Regions from separate parts of the Rattus norvegicus genome. Here all the other regions are linked to region 1. A link is a contact called in public Hi-C data. All regions are on one chromosome and are shown on one strand. The core of a region is the stretch at or near the end of the contact, and the rest is flanking DNA. Distances in the headings are between cores, read along the strand shown.

Region 1 (3,232 bases), core at 378-2,877:
GAAATGGAGAAGGCAAGTTAAGAACTAAGACCAGCTCAGGCAGGTCCCTCCAGCATGAAATTCAGCAGCCTTCAGCGGAGTGCTCTGGGCTCTGTTGGTCATGTGTTGAGTACAGTCCCATAGAATGTGGGACTGGCTATCCATGGCAACTTCAGGCACAGGGTCTTGTGGCTTCCTTCCATTAATCGTGATTTCATCCCTGTTGCTGTATCGTTTATTCCACTCTTGGGCTGTATTGAATGTGTTCTCCTTTAGTGAGTGCGACAGACACATGAGGAAGCTGAGGCTTCTGATGATTGCTTCATGTTCTGAAAGCTCGTGGCCTGAGAGCAGCAAAGACTGCTTTTCATCCCTGGTGAGGTGGATTGCGTAGCCCGACTTCTTCATCATCATGCCCTGTGGTTTTCTGTCACGCACACACGTTACAAGAGTTATCCAGGAGGACTCGGGGCCTCAGGTGACAAGGCCAGAAGCACTGCTTCTTGGCACGGCTGGAGACCCTCACCTTGCCGGTGGAACTGTGATGCACCTGTTGATTCAGGACAAGAGATAGTGGGAAGCAGAAATACTGACTTACAACTTAAACTGTTTTTGTTCAATGTCACAGTTAGACTTAGCTTCCGAGTTGGGACTTCATTCTCATTGTTGGGAAAGGAAAGGTACAGGGCCAAGAGGGACAGTTTTCCCTTCACCTGTGAGTGTAGGCATGTGCATGCATGTTTGTGTGTGTGTGGTGCACATGCATGAATGTTTGCATGTTTGCATGTTCACATGGGTGCTCACGGATACTTGTGGCTGTGTATGACCGTGTGTGCTGACAGAGGCAATGGGACAAGCGTGGGTATCATTCTGCAGGTCTCTACCTTTCCCCAGTGCCGAGGCGAGGCTGTCTCTGCAGTGGCCCGGGATCCACAGTCTCCGTCCCCCAGCATTGGAAATACAGGTGCATCGCCTTTCAGTGTGGATCCCGGGATTGAGCTGATTTATGCCTCCATGCTTGCTAGTGAGGAAAGCTTAGGGTTGCGTACTGGCTCTCATACTGAGGTCCGCCCTCTTGTTTGCACTTGAAGTGATTTGCCACATAGCTTTCTCTGACCGTCATTATGGCATAACTGAAAAAAGAAACTCACTATAATGTCATCAAGTAGCGGCTTGGAAGGGGAGTGTAGATTAATGTTAAAGAATATGGTTGCTTTGAGGGACGAGGATTTTGTTTTTATGGGAATGTCCTTGGTGATAACGAAGGGAGAAAAACACAGGAAACATACAACACGCTGTGAAAGCAGATTCAGTTCTGATGGACTGTTTCTCAATGTTTTCCGTGAAATATGAATCATAAGTATTGAAGCAGGCCACCAAAGGGCACAGCAGTTCGTCTCTTGGACCATACTGTACCCGTTACACCAGAGACCGAAGAGTTTTTCTTCTTTGGCCAGACAAAATTGTATAACAACTGTCAGGGGAAAGGGTCTTGGAAATCAATATGGATTCTGGCCTTCACTTCCAGGCAGGAATTAATAGAGGGCAGCGTGCATCTCGTTATTTTCGTGTTCCTGTCTGAGCCGACACGCTGGCAGGGTAGCCTTCCTTCCTGTGCACACATGCCATCTCTTTATCTGGGCCGTTTCTCTGCTCTCTGCAGAATCCTCCTGCCAAAACAAACACTCCACTTCCTGGAAGGCCTGAGGTCTGTCTGTTCCTAGAGCCAGCCTTCTGGGCCACTGCCAGTTGGTCCACCTTTGCTCTGGGCTAGTGAGGAGCAGGTAGAGGGAGCACAGCAGGGCTGGTTTGGAAGGCAAAGCTTTTCCTAGTGCTAAGATTAGACTAGGAAGTCAGCAGAGACGGGAACAGCGCCCTCCACACTGCTCCCACAGTACAGTGTGGCTTCTGTGTGGACTCATGGCTAGCTTGTGCTATGCCAAGTGGGATTCCTTAAGATTTTACTATTCTAGTGAGAGTTTAATTATGACGAGTTAACATGCTTTCAACGCTCTCAGAAACCTTACATCACACGGATACTCAAAGCCCATTGGTTGCTTTACAGAAGCACTTAGTCACTTCTTCCTTTTCCTGACTTGCTCCTGTGCATGTTCATTCTCCTCTCTCCTGCTCCCTCCCCCCCCGCCCCCACACCTAGTGTTTTACACAGGCACTCTGCCATTGACCAACATTCCCAGTGAAACATCTTTAAATTTTGAAGGACTATCATAATAATCCTCTATTTATGATGAAACTTTTCATGTTTTAAGGCCTGAAAAAAATAGGTAACTATCATGACAGTTTGAGGCAAAGCAGACTAAATTGCTTAGAAAGCACCATTACTTCATTAAAGACACTGTCTAAAGGCGCTCCATTGCTGATGATTTTGTCCAGAGTAATTGCAGTCTCTTCACAATGGCATTACTCTGCTAACTTGTGAAGTGGCTCCAGACCTTGAAATGACAGTGGCCTGTGTGGCCTGTGGCAGGAAACACGAGAAGTAACCATAGAGTAACGTAGAGACACTGAGCGTTGATTCCCTTACAGCACCTTCCCTTCTCTCCTCCTCAGCCCTCCCTGATTCTGCCATTCTCCACAGCAGAGGGTGGGAACAGAGTCATTGATGGGCGCTGTGAATGACACCATTGAGAGGGAGGCATCCACACTGAATTTCCTCATTGTCCCCTCCCCCAGCCTGTGGCTCAGCTTGCAGAACCTACTGTTTCTTCAAAAGCATTTGTCCTTTCCGTTGTGTTTGTTAGGTATGGACGGACAGAATCAGAGGCTATCTCTTTTCAACAACTTCATGCAGGTTCCAGGGATATTAGGTTGCCTCTTGGTGTGAACAGCGTCATAGCTGGGTTTACAGGCTGAGGGAGACTATAGTGTCAACTTCTTCAGTGTAAACCAGGCTTTAACAAGAAATTGTTCTCTGACTTACTTAAAACCTGGGGAAGAGGACCTCCCGGCCTTTAGTGCTTCAAAAGCCAGTACTGCCTGGGCCCAAATGAAACCAAATTTGGATGGGGGTAAACACCCTTAGGTGATTTGTCAGTGAAGTTACTGGAGTCTGAGTTAACTTCATATTTTTCTCTATCTCACTGTGGTGAGTATGGAATCGACTTCCTGATGGTGTTCCTTTTTTGTGAACGACTCTACGGTTAGGTTTGGGAGCTCCTTTGTCTGCACAAGAAGCTGCTTTGCAACTTGTAAGAGGTTTCTGATCGGCTGAAGTGATTCTGTGGTGTGAAGA
Region 2 (3,077 bases), core at 344-2,843, 140 kb after region 1:
AGTTCGCTAATTTCCTGTTCCTTGATGTCTTACAATGTTCTTAAGAAACTTGAATGTCGTGACGAATCTGCCCTTTTCCTTACCCTCCTGTCTCTCCTTTCTCTCAACACAAAGGAATCTTGGAGAATATTTGGTCTCTAAATCTTCTTATAATAGTTTATTTTTTTAAATTGTAATCATATCATGTCTCCCTTCCCTTTCTACCTTCCAACCCCTCCCATATGGCTCCCTTATATACGTGTGTGTATCTCAAACATGTGTATACTTACATACACACAAAACCTGCTTAGTCCATGTAATGCTACTTGTGTGTATGTGTGTGTTATGTATGTGTATATATGTATATGTGTGTATTCATGTATGCATGGGTGTGTGTGTGTTTTCAGAGCTGATTGTTTGGATAACCATAAGGAAAGTTCTTTCCTGAGAAGACTGTTTCTCCGTCGCTCAGCATCCTTTATGTGCCTGTAGGTCTTTGTCTAGGGTTGATGTGTGGAGCTTTCTGCTTCCACATTGGCATGCCTACTGACGTCATCCTTCCTCATGTCTTCTTTAGGCAGCCATGTTCTCAGTCTGCATGGGCGAAGCTTCCCTGACATTCCTAGGAGACATTCTTCTGGGTGTCGTCCTGCCCCGGAGGCTCTAACAGTCTCCCCAGCCCGCACTACCCTGAGGCGCATGAACTCTGCTTAGCGGTATCAGTTGGGCCTGAGCATCACATGATCTCTTGTTGTCTGTGATAATACAGAGAACCTTCAAAGTTTCAGAGATGTCAGTGGTAATCATAAATTCAGTGGTCACCAGTTAGAGCACAGTGGGCTGTGTGGAAATACTATTTGCTGTGAAGATGGGTGTCATCCCACAGCCACAAAAAGAGCAGCTAGGCCCATGCCCCTTTTACTAAGGATTTAGATGTTACCCGTACAGCTAAGACAACAGGGATATTTCTCGTAACAGCATTTCCCACTTCCGTTGATATTTCATTTGTCTCGTGGTTTGGAAAAAGGTCTCTGAAGCTAGAGATGACCTCTTCCAGCACCCACCTCCCACGTGCTGGCATTACAGGTGTGTGCCGCCATGCCTAGCTTAAGCAGTGCCGGCCAAGCGCTCGACCAGTGAGGGGGCCCCTTCCCATTCTTAATATTAGACATCTTGATTGAGACCTACAGAAGTCTCAGCACATGAATATTTCATTGTTAATTGTGTACTGACTGACGTTAGGCTTCCGAGTTCCTTGTTCTAATTACTAGGTTTCCTGCAGCTTCTGTGGACAATACTGGGCTTTGTTTGGATAGTTTCCTCTTCCACCATTGGGCTTTGCTCCTCTCAGCCCATTACCTTCCCTGTTCCCATCGCCTCTCGGTGGCCCTCGGCCTCAGGTTTCCTTTGGTTTTTCTGCTCAGGTTTTATCCTGAGCACAGATTGTCTGATATGGTTGCATGATACCTCACTTTCTGCTCCCTCCCCCGCTGTGTGGTAGGCCATGAGTCTACCGATGTAAAACTGTCTGTAGAAGGAGCGAGCTCCCCTCTGTGGAGTCTTAGCATGAGCTGCCTGGTGCTTGGTCACCTGGGCAGAAACAGCTCCCGGCTTCTTTGCTCTTACCTCAGATCAGTGCAGTTTCCTGAGACCAGGGCATCTTCAGGCACTGCTATTGATTGTGTGCCTGTAGCTATTTTTATTGACACTTGACCTCTGAACCACGAGCCATGTGGAAAATTCTGCCCACAGTCATTTCAAGATTTTAAAAATGTTTCTACTTTTTTCTATAAACACATACACCACGTTGTTGTTGTTGTTGTTGTTGTTGTTGTTGTTGTTGTTGTTGTTGTATGATTGAAGAAAAAAGACCTTTACATATAATGTATGCACTGCTTTGTAAAATTTAGGTCTTTTCTTAGATTTTTGTTGAAATAATCACTTTTAATTAACTGATAGAATGTTTTAAAAAGAATCAATTTATAATTAGTAAAGTATAATTAGTATTCTACTAGGGAAATAATGTTATGTGTTGTATAAAACCACTAAAGTGAAACCTGCTCTATCGTTGAGGGAAGCTGAAGTGAAGGGGAAACAAAGGCACTGAGTTACATGCTAAAATGCGAGGGAGAAAGCCTCATTTTTTCTAGAGAGATGGTTTAGTGAGAAAGGTTATCAGCAGGATCCCCAGGACCCATGTTACAAAGCCAGCCACCACCCCACATGCTTGACAGCCACCACCCCACATGATTGACAGCCACTACCCCACATGATTGACAGCCACCACCCCACTTGCTTGACAGCCACCACCCCACATGATTGACAGCCACCACCCCACATGCTTGACAGCCACCACCCCACATGCTTGACAGCCACCACCCCACATGGTTGACAGCCACCACCCCACATGATTGACAGCCACTACCCCACATGATTGATAGCCACCACCCCACATGCTTCACAGCTACCACCCCACATGCTTCACAGCTACCACCCCACATGCTTCACAGCTACCACCCCACATGATTGACAGCTACCACCCCACATGCTTCACAGCTACCACCCCACATGATTGACAGCTACCACCCCACATGCTTCACAGCCACCACCCCACATGATTGACAGCCATCACCCCACATGCTTCACAGCCACCACCCCACATGCTTGACAGCCGGTGCTGAGGCCCTGACAGCAGGTCCCCAGGTATCACTGCCAGCCAGCCTAACCTGATGGCTGAGCTCCAGGCCAATGAGAGACTCTGTCTCAAAGATAAAATAGGTAGATTCTGAAAGAAAGATGCCCAAACTTGTCCTGGCCTCTGCATACATGCTTACACACATGTGTAGCTGGACACACATGTACACACCTCACCTATTCACTAATTATTTTAAAGGAAAGAGGTAAATCATATAAATAAATGCTTCTTCAAATACTTGCGCTTAGCTAGACATAGATTTTCATATCTGCAAATGTCCCCAGGCATTTCTCAGAGAGTGTCTTCCTTCTTTAGTTGACAGTTTTATGAAGTCAACAGTGGTATTAAGATGATTCCTACTATGGGAAGCCAGAACTTACACATTAGACAGTGACTTGTAAGA
Region 3 (3,387 bases), core at 550-3,049, 150 kb before region 1:
TCAGAAGACAACTTTGTGGAGTCTGTTCTCCTTTCCTGCCTTTATGTGGGTTCCAGGGCTTAAACCCAATTCACCAGGCTTGTTCAGCAAGTAAATACCTTTACTTGCTGAGCCGTCTCACCAGCGCCCTAAACCACGCTTGCACACGCACACACACACACACACACACACACACACACACACACGAACGCACACACGCACGCACACATCTTTCTGCCTCACTTTTTGCTCCCATTTCTCACTGTAAATCTGGCTAAAACCAGCATTCAATAACTTTCATAGTCTGAGCATCATGCTATGTTGACATTCCTCCCACTAAATTAATTAGTACATCTTTAATTCAGTTTCACTCACCTTCAACAGAGTGTAAAGACGATTTTTTTTTCAGCACATAACACCAATGGCTTCTAATGCAACCCCTGATAGTTTGTATTTGTTTTTTTATTTGTTTGTTTTGTTTTTGTTTTTGTTTTGATCTCCCCTGACATCTTAAGGTCCCAACCTCTCCTAGCCACCTTCCTGTGAGCTCTGTGGTCTTCCAATGTCTGTCAGAATGACATCTTAAGTTTCAGCTTACAACAGCCTAGAACTTTTCTATCTTGCAGTTCCAGTTCCTCCACATCTCTCCTGGAAATCAGTTCCCAAGGTCGGAGAACCACAGGGTCAGGTTTATCACAGCAACACTGCCCACAGTCTGTAACAGTTTCTCCAGGTCAGTTGACCAAACTTTCTGACAGAAACAAGAGAGGGAAGATGTATCATAGCCCCTCATTTCAGAAGGTCTCAGTCCATCATGGTAAGAATCCAGCTTAGTTCACACGGTGGGAGTTTGTGGTGGCTCTCACGGCACAGGCCAGGAAGCAGATAGCACACAGCTGGAACATGTGACAGACATAGGTTTCAAAGGCCCAACTCTAGTGACCTACATCTGCTATACATGCTCTATAACCTTCAAAATAGAGCCAGGAGGGGTTGGAGATTTAGCTCAGTGGTAGAGCGCTTACCTAGGAAGCGCAAGGCCCTGGGTTCGGTCCCCAGCTCTGAAAAAAAGAACCAAAAAAAAAAAAAAAAAAAATAGAGCCAGGAGCCAAGAGACAAGCATTTCCGGTACAAACCACAGTAGCCCACACCAATCGTTAACAATTAAGCTTCTTTAATCAGATGTGCCTAGTTCTGCAACATAAATACTTCTAAGTATACATTACCTTTTTGGGCCTAGTGAAAAGAGAATATTCAGGACTTAGAAGGAGAAAAAAATCTTAATGAAAACAAAACAAACTTCAAGGAAATAAATAATTCCAACTTGGCGTTAGGTACAGTACACAGAATAATCAAAAGAGGGTAAAGGAGACAGAAGATACCAGTCAGTACTCACATATGTATTTACATTTATTGAATGAGAAATCAGGATAAATTACCCTGGGAAGGAAGCTGGGCTGAGAGCCAGCTTAATGGCAAAGTGACAAAGCGATAGGCATGGAACAGGGCAGGGGTGTCCCAGCTCACACTCCTGTAAAGAGAATGAGCAAAGCCAATGTCATGTGTGGTGGTGCCCTCTCAGTCACTCTGGAGAACCCTGATCAATTCCAGACATCCATTCCTGCACACTAGGGAGGTGGAGAAAGAAAGGGAAATTGAGGTACAATTGGGAGAACTAGCTTCTCTTTTCTTCTCTGCCTTGACTGTTACTGTGACTCGACCAGGAGGCTTCCCCTGTGGCTCCTCCCTCCCAGAGCAGAGGCCACCCTCTTAGCATGTAGTTTTGTTCAAGTCCATCAGATTCTGAGTCCACAGCAGGGCCAAAGTAGCTTGTTTGTCCACGCCGGTTCAGGGTGGAGGAAGTTCACATTCAGCACAGGCACAGCAGTGTGTCATATCACATTGCCAAGGACTTGCATCATTTCTAAACTTTCCGGAAGCCTGGATGGGCGAGAGGTCATCTGTGTTTATTTTGTGAAGTTTGGCCTACCAGGAAATGTGTGGGTACAAGAGATATTTCGGGCCCCTGAGACTCTAACTTAAGACACTTAAATCCGGCAGCCTGTGCTACAAGCGTGAACCTCTAAGTAGGTCTTTGAAACAGAGTGGCAAATTGCAAAGTATGAGAGGTTTCTTGGCTGCACGAACCAAGCCACGTATAAAACCCTGTTGCCAAACAGAGACTAGAACCAGATGGCAAGTCTGAAAACACACAGCACGTATTGACTCTTCTATAAAATACTCATTACTGCCTAATCCAGTAATAGTCATTTCTAGAAGAATTGCATAAACACTCGTGAATCCATTTTAATTAAGGTTGTAAATTGACCTTACCAAAAAAAAGAATCTTTGAACAAAATTTTTCATGTCACATTGTTTTAAGAATATAATGAAATTTCTCTGTCATAAGAGAAGAAGGATGCGTCTGAAAGATGAAATTTTCATCATGTTGAAAGCATACACAGTTGTTAGCTGTCTACCAGCAGGCTTTCTCTGGTCTCTGGCAGACAGTTAAGGCTATTTTGGTCTTTGTGCCATCAATAATCTAGCAGGTGACTAGAGACCTTACCTAAAAGAAAATGGTCTTTCATGTGGAACTGACAAACAAAATTCTATACACACACACACACACACACACACACACACACACACACACACACCTCCAGACCCAATTCCAATCACATAAGTAAAGGGAAACTCACAATAGAGAGAATGCCCATAGCCAATGCTAAGGGATGGATGGATGCACAGAACAATACTACCCACAAAGACACAGGATTGAGTCAAACACCCCTGTTCTTGTCCACTGCAGTTACCATGACTAGGCCCAGGAGATCCTAAAAAGAGTAGACCAGCATTTTCATCTCCCTAGCAGACGACACTCCCGATACACTATTCCAGGGAAGATCATTCTGGAACCCTGCAGTGAGGTGTTAGGGCCACACTGACAGGCAGTAAGCCAGAAGACTGCCTGGAACTGAGAGATGTGTATGCATCATCTACAAACACTTATCCCGTCCCTGCCTGGGCTTGGATCCAGCTACTTCTAGAAAGTTCTGCCTCAGACACAGATGCACACCACTCCCCAGTTCATATATCTCAGAGCAAGGACCCTCCATTTTGTCCTTCTCATGACTTTCAAAGACTGCCTCCACCATGAAGACTTCTCTGGTGGAACTCACGGCAGAAAGAGGCCGATCGCTTAGGCCCCTTTCTCCCGACCCCGTTGTTTGGCTGTTTGACATTCACATTTCTAATACTCACAAACTACATGGTTACTTCTCAAAAATTTACCTCCAAGCTACACATCCTTCCATCCGGCTCAGTTCCTCAAGGCAATTTCTTCTTCTGACTTGCCCCTCCTTGCATACTGGAGTCGAAAACCCATCTTTCCTATCTGCTTTTAAT

Evidence for each region. Hi-C and Micro-C count contacts between places; a contact is called where the count stands out from the background.
Region 2: a contact with region 1 is called in a Hi-C map of liver, with 4 times the contacts expected there. The contact joins two enhancer-like sites. A contact is called at or near these places in 2 of 12 Hi-C or Micro-C datasets (both in liver).
Region 3: a Hi-C map of liver shows a contact between it and region 1, with 8 times the contacts expected there. The contact joins two enhancer-like sites. A contact is called at or near these places in 2 of 12 Hi-C or Micro-C datasets (both in liver).

Annotation. Positions count from the first base shown.
Region 1 is chr2:112,449,121-112,452,352 of GRCr8, reverse strand. The region is part of intron 2 of Fndc3b (fibronectin type III domain containing 3B); the gene reads left to right. Among named protein-coding and RNA genes, the nearest start is that of Fndc3b, 26 kb to the left of the region's middle. Within about 2 kb of position 1,627, at least 25 of the 93 cell types and tissues checked have an H3K27ac peak or open chromatin away from gene starts, as enhancers often do. A contact at or near this core is called in liver, where this site is marked.
Region 2 is chr2:112,313,922-112,316,998 of GRCr8, reverse strand. The region is part of intron 8 of Fndc3b (fibronectin type III domain containing 3B); the gene reads left to right. The region is part of intron 1 of LOC134485892 (a long non-coding RNA gene); the gene reads right to left. Among named protein-coding and RNA genes, the nearest start is that of Ghsr, 120 kb to the right of the region's middle. Within about 2 kb of position 1,593, at least 3 of the 93 cell types and tissues checked have an H3K27ac peak or open chromatin away from gene starts, as enhancers often do. A contact at or near this core is called in liver, where this site is marked.
Region 3 is chr2:112,601,658-112,605,044 of GRCr8, reverse strand. No RefSeq gene overlaps it. Among named protein-coding and RNA genes, the nearest start is that of Fndc3b, 130 kb to the right of the region's middle. Within about 2 kb of position 1,799, at least 23 of the 93 cell types and tissues checked have an H3K27ac peak or open chromatin away from gene starts, as enhancers often do. A contact at or near this core is called in liver, where this site is marked.